2 separate regions of the Zea mays genome follow, and region 2 is linked to region 1. Evidence: chromatin contacts called from public Hi-C data. All regions are on one chromosome and are shown on one strand. The core of a region is the stretch at or near the end of the contact, and the rest is flanking DNA. Distances in the headings are between cores, read along the strand shown.

The links. Hi-C and Micro-C count contacts between places; a contact is called where the count stands out from the background.
Region 2: a contact with region 1 is called in a Hi-C map of bundle sheath, with 2.5 times the contacts expected there. The contact joins the promoter of LOC111347718 here to the promoter of LOC100280904 in region 1. A contact is called at or near these places in 2 of 25 Hi-C or Micro-C datasets (bundle sheath and endosperm).

What each region holds. Positions count from the first base shown.
Region 1 is chr3:189,204,251-189,207,126 of Zm-B73-REFERENCE-NAM-5.0, reverse strand. LOC100280904 reads right to left here and starts at 1,388. Exons shown (of 2, transcript NM_001153824.2): 1 at 169-1,388. The coding sequence starts at 1,328.
Region 2 is chr3:189,590,600-189,593,650 of Zm-B73-REFERENCE-NAM-5.0, reverse strand. LOC111347718 reads right to left here and starts at 1,399. Exons shown (of 1, transcript NM_001357585.1): 1 at 82-1,399. The coding sequence starts at 974. The coding sequence ends at 399.

The sequences.
Region 1 (2,876 bases), core at 139-2,638:
TGTCGTGCAAAAAGAAAGAGGAGAGTAGTTAGACTTTTGTGTTCTGTGTAGCGACAAGTTCGTTAGCATGTCAATTAAAAAAGACCGCGCGCATCGGTGGTCGATCTAGAAACTTGAAACTGAATCTACTACCGATCGAGTCTTCATATAAATTAGCTTTGTGCTTACTTCGCGGAGTAGTAGTCCAAGAAGGACGGGAGCAGGCGGCCGAAGAATCCAAACGAAGACGACAGCGAGACGAGCGTGGAAGTCTGGCCGAGCCGCCGCGACTCGGCTATCTGTCCCAGGTTGTTCAAGAACACCAGGCCCAGGGTGCCACTGAACATGTAGCTGAAGAAGTAGAGCCAGAAGTCGAGCTTCCTCAGCAGCCGGAGGCCGTCGACCTCCTCCTGCGGTTTCTCCGTGACGCCGCCGTCTCCGTCCTTGCTCTCGGCGGTGGCGGCCACGTCGACGACGACGCCATCGTCGTCGGTGCCGAGGTCGTAGATCCTGTTCTCCCGCTTGGTCTCCCGTATCCTGTCCAGGCTCTCCCGGACCCTGAGCGCCAGCGGGATGAGCACGGGGGTGGCCAGCAGCACGGCGAGGCTGACCACGTGCTCCCTCGACGACAGCCCGCCGCCGGACGTGGAGGAGCCGATGCTGCCAACCACGGCGCAGGCCCCCGTGGCGAGCGTGATGGCGAACATGACGAGGAATGCCGCGTCCGTGCTGGCCCCCGCCTGGCCCTCGCCCGTGACCGTGAGGTCCACCGCCCTGAGCGACGGCGCCACCGCGACGGTGACGAGCATGGGCACGACGGCATTGAGGAGGAGGTAGGTCTTGGCCTTGGAGGTGGCCTGGTGGCCGGGTATGGAGTCCGCCAGGCTGGTGTAGACCTTGGCGCTGAGGCCGAGGTAGCTGGCGGCGAGGCTCACGGCGACGCGGCTGCGGCTGCTGCCGAAGTTGCGGATGCAGAGGAGGTAGCAGACGGTGTTGATCCAGCAGATGCCGTTCCCGGCCAGGGAGGTGAGCAGGAACAGGTGCCAGTAGCGGAGGGCGGCGCTGTCGAGGAAGAGGTACTGGACCCCGTAGCCGACGAGGCCGAAGGATGCGCCGACCAAGGCCACGAGCCACAGCGGCAGGTGCAGCGCCGCCACCCCGGAGAACCAGCCGAAGAGCTTGCCCGCGTCGGACGCGAAGGCCAGGAAGTTGAGCTGCACCTGCGTGATGTGCTTCAGGTCCTTGAGCTGCGACGAGTAGACGGGGAAGTCCGCGTTGGGCCCGTTGATGGTCTGCAGCCAGATGCTCCCGACGAGGCTCAGCCAGTGGGCCGAGGAAGGGGAAGGCATGGTGAGGGAGGGAGGGAGAGGAGTCGTGTCCCTCTCCGTGGTGCTTGCTGCTGCCACTTCACTTGAGATCGAGCTGTTCGTATTATATTTATGCAGAGCTAGCTCCGGCGGTTAAGGCGAACCGGCACCATTCATCAATGCCCGACAACGATGGGTGTGGCCGCAAGCCAGATATGTGGCTTGCTGTTAGGCTGTTAGCCGAGCAGGCAAGCAGCCTTCTCCCTCCTAAGCGCTATGCGTATCAGGCCAACAGAGGAAGGCGGCCGGCGGATCCAAATCCAAGCCGAGACGTAACTTTCGGCACTGTCACTGCGTGACATGTGTTGACGCAGAAGCCGACGGCCATCCATTGATCCATTCTCCTGTATCTATTTCCTGGCCGGTTACGGTTACGGTTACGCTGCAGCCACGACGGACGGGTCAGATCGCAGGCAGAGTTTACTGGCTTGTTGTGTATCTGCCGATGGTTTTAGGCGTCCAAGACAAGCTGCTATGCCAAGAAGTTGTACGGCATTCACGCTCGCGGGGGGCTTCTTCTTGGCCTAACTCACTCAGGTGCTCGGATCCAGAATAGGAGTCAGCCTGAACCAAAACCATGTATGTACATGTCCAAGCCTGAATCGAATGCAACGAACCTGCTGCAGTACCTGGTTCTCCACTCCAGGGTCTGAATCCATGGTTCGCTATACGTACGTTCCGGCCGTCGCGCTCGCGCTGGCCAGGACTCTTTGTTCGCGGCATGTCGCCTCAGCCTTGCTTGAGGCAGTGAATGGGACTGGTGACATCAGGCGAAAGCGTAACAATTGGCGCCATGGGTGACCCGCCCTCTCGCCGGCCGGGGTGCTCGCCCCACGTCTGGCTATCCCTCACCGATGCCGGTAACCATCATCAGCTCGCCTCGGCGCCATGATCGCAAACGCTGCGCAGAAACAGGCACGGATTCGTGTCCACGTTTCTAGCCATGGCATGGCATGCCTGCCTGCGACAGGTCACAGGTGCCCAGGTTCCCTGGCACTCTCGCATTCAGACCGGATTCAACGTGAAGCTCAATGAAAACATTTTGAGATGATTAGGTAACGGTGACATCGTATTCATACGGCGCCGGCCGGGCTGATATCTTGGACTGCTGTACGGAGTGCAGCCTTACCATACCTGACACCCAATAATTCTCTGAATTCTCGTTCGGTAAGTGGCGACAATTGGCAATCGTGTGTTGTGATAGTCTCGCAAATGGAAACGTATACTCATGGCCAACCACGCTTTCCGAGATTCCTGAAACCGAGGGCTGGAGTCCGGATCGATCACCTTCAGGCTCCGGGACGGGACTGATCGAAGTCGACGAAGGAGGATCACTCTGACCTAACGCTGAGCTCATCTTGGATCCATGTTACGATCCTCAAAAGCAGCAGCGTTTTGTGCTCATCAGTGTCATTTGAAGAACCGGTTGGCAGTAGTCATGTCGGTTGAATCTCCGGCAGGATCCATCATGTGGCGATCCTCAACTCAAAGGTTGCACTGACGTAGCCTTCTGCTGGTCACATGGTTACA
Region 2 (3,051 bases), core at 150-2,649, 390 kb before region 1:
AAAACTTAAAATGGTAGAATAATTCTAAATTTGTCAGTGCAAAATAGACGTCCACCGTACATCTTAGAATACTAGTCCATGTGTGCTCTGCTCAGTGCTCTAAAATTGTGTCAAATCGAACATGTACAAACAAAACTGTATTATTGCAAGCCTATAGCGGCATACCTCATCATCCACTCCTAGTATACACAAACAGGATCAGCTGCGACGACCATGCACAAGTACAGACCGAAGGGATAATATCCTGAAGGCCATGCTGTGTCTTGACTGAGAGATGGGCCGCCGCGACTCGTCGGCTTCTCATCACAGCAAAATATCTCACTACCACGGAACGAAGCTAGTCTCGCATACCGTGTGGCTCCACCACCAGTGGGCACGCGGGCCCCCACACGTCCACGTCATCCAATGACAATTGCGATGGCAGCAGCCTCGCTTCCCTGCCGCCGGTTGCCCCCGGCGGCGGGAGCAGAGGCGGCGGCCTTTGCGCCGTCGAGCACGGAGCCCCGGCACGTGGGGCAGGAGTCGTGCGACAGGAGCCAGGTGTCGACGCAGCGGACGTGGAAGCCGTGGGCGCAGCGCGGCAGCACGCGCACCTTCTCGCCGTCCGCGAACTCGCCGAGGCAGATGGCGCAGACGTCGGCGGCGACAGCCGCCGCCCCGTCGGCGCCGCACGCGCCGTACACCTCGACGGGGATGCTCCGGAGCGCGCGCTTCTTTAGCCCGCCGGCGCCGCCGTCCTCCCCGGCCGGCGCGCGGCGTGCCCAGCGGATGAGGCAGCGCGCGAGCGAGTTGAGGCCCATCGCGAAGAGGAGCGCGAACAGCAGCGCGGCGAGGATGATGACCATGTTGGTGTCGAAGCTGCCGTCGCTGCCACCGGAGCTGCTTCTCAGCGCGCGCTGCCCCTCGCCCTCGGCGGCGCTCCCCGGCGCCGGCGACCCCATATACCAGCTCATCGACCTGGCGTGCACGCCCATGGGCACGACGATACCCCGGCACACCGCTCCCCCCTCCTCCTTCCCTTCTTCCTATTAACCAGTGACCGCGGTGCAATTACGCGCCGGCGGCACAGGTGATGCTGGATGGCAAAAAGGGAAGAGGACGCTGCAGCTGCGGCCACTGCGAAACAGAGTCCAGAGAGCGCTTTAGCACTCACGCCGCATCTAAATTGGTTTGGAAAAGTTTGAGGCTTGTGATGAGTGTGATTCGGGCTATTGATGGACGATCTGGCGCAGGAGCCGTATCGGGTCGATTTCTGGTAGGGTCATCACTCATCAGCCGTGAAGTGGAAAGCTCCCCTCCCCCTGCGCAAGCGTCCGGAGATGGAGATTTTATAGCGGGGAGGCAAGATCTCGGGGAGCTCAGACTCAGGCGCAGCGCCGCTCGGCGGCGGTTGGAGCGGAGGGTCGGTTCCGGGTCACTTTATGGTGGGCCTTGCAAAAGTTCGCGCCTCACATGATAAATATCTGTGCCCGTCTCGTAGGCTTGTTGCGCATGCACCTATTTGGTGCTTGTCCGTGCAAATCACGCGGCAACGGGCGTGCGCTGATGCAAAACCTGCGCGTGCTTTTCGTTTCCTTTTATTACTGCCGGCCTGGCCGCTGGCCGGGCTCCACGCCATCGGCCTCTCTGCTCAGTTGTCCTGAGGGCTGGACTGACCAGCTGAGGCAGAGGCCAAACCGCCAAAGGCATAGTCGCATGGAACAATGGCTTCCCAAGTTCTGCATGGATGGAAGCAATCGGGTTTGGCCGTGTGGATGAACCTGGATCGGATGATCCAATCCAGCTTCTGAGTTGTGGTACCTCCTCAAACGCTTTGAAAGTCTTAATATCATCTCCGCCAGATTAGAAAAATAATCTATTCCTATAAAAACTGTCATAGAGGTAAAAAATCTGCTTTGATATGTTCCTTCCGTCCTAAAATAAAATTCGTGTTGGTTTTTTAGAGAATTCATACAATACAATGTATGTGATTTATATATGTATTTATATTCATCATCATTTAGGTGAATATAGACACAAAAATCAAGAGCTAGAACACATACTATTTTGGAACGAAGGAAGTATCTTTTTTCTGTATTTTCTAGGACCCTCGAAATCTCTACACAATCCCTTGGATAGTGATGAGCAAGTAGCCTTTTTCTCGATCGTTGTTCCTCCCCCTTCTCTCACAGGCACTTAGCCCCCACTGGACCAAGCCATCACCGACAATCGTCGAATAGAAACTCATGCCCTTCGATCTATGATTGAGCGACGTTGATAGGTTCCCGATGGTGCTCCTGGTCCTAGGTACCTCCTCCTCCATTGCTTGTATTTCATCAACGGGGCATGCAAGAAGCGACTAGCGAAAGCCAGAGGTTATTTTGGTTTGCTGCCTAAGGCGCCACAACATGTCTAACTTTTCTGCATAAACTTAGTTCTTCAATTCGAGCGACTAAGGTTAGGCAGATTGTATCGCCTTAGGTAGGAAACTAAACAGGCCTAGTCTTCACATGGTCATGCGACAGACTGTAGGTCGGGCAGTGACTTGTTCTGCTATGCAGCATAGTCGGCATTGGCGCTACTCATCTCCTCGATCGACATGTCAACAAAGGGGCATAGAGGGCAAGGGGAGGTGACACTTCTCCTAAACTCTTCCAACCTGTTGACAAACCACAAACCTAGTGAGAGAGGAGGAAGAGAAGTTCCAATAACATATGGGCCCCACCTAGAAGGAGAATAATAAAGGGAGTAGATTTTTCTCAATTTCCTGGAACATAGTTTTCCTATACACTAAAAGTCTGATTTCTCAATCTTCTTTAGGGTTCATTTGGTGACAAGGGGATCACGGGAGTTGGAGGGGATTGAGGGGAAATGAACTAATTTCCCCCTCAATCCCTTTCAATCCTCCTGTGATCACTAGTCACCAAATCAGCCCTTAGTTGCATATAGTGGATTCGATATCCTCAATCTGATGGAGATCCTCTAATTCCTTAGGTTGTCTTTAGCAGTGTTGCGGATGCGGTTCCGTGATGTTTGTGGCGACGAAAGCGTCGCACAAAATATGTTGTTAAT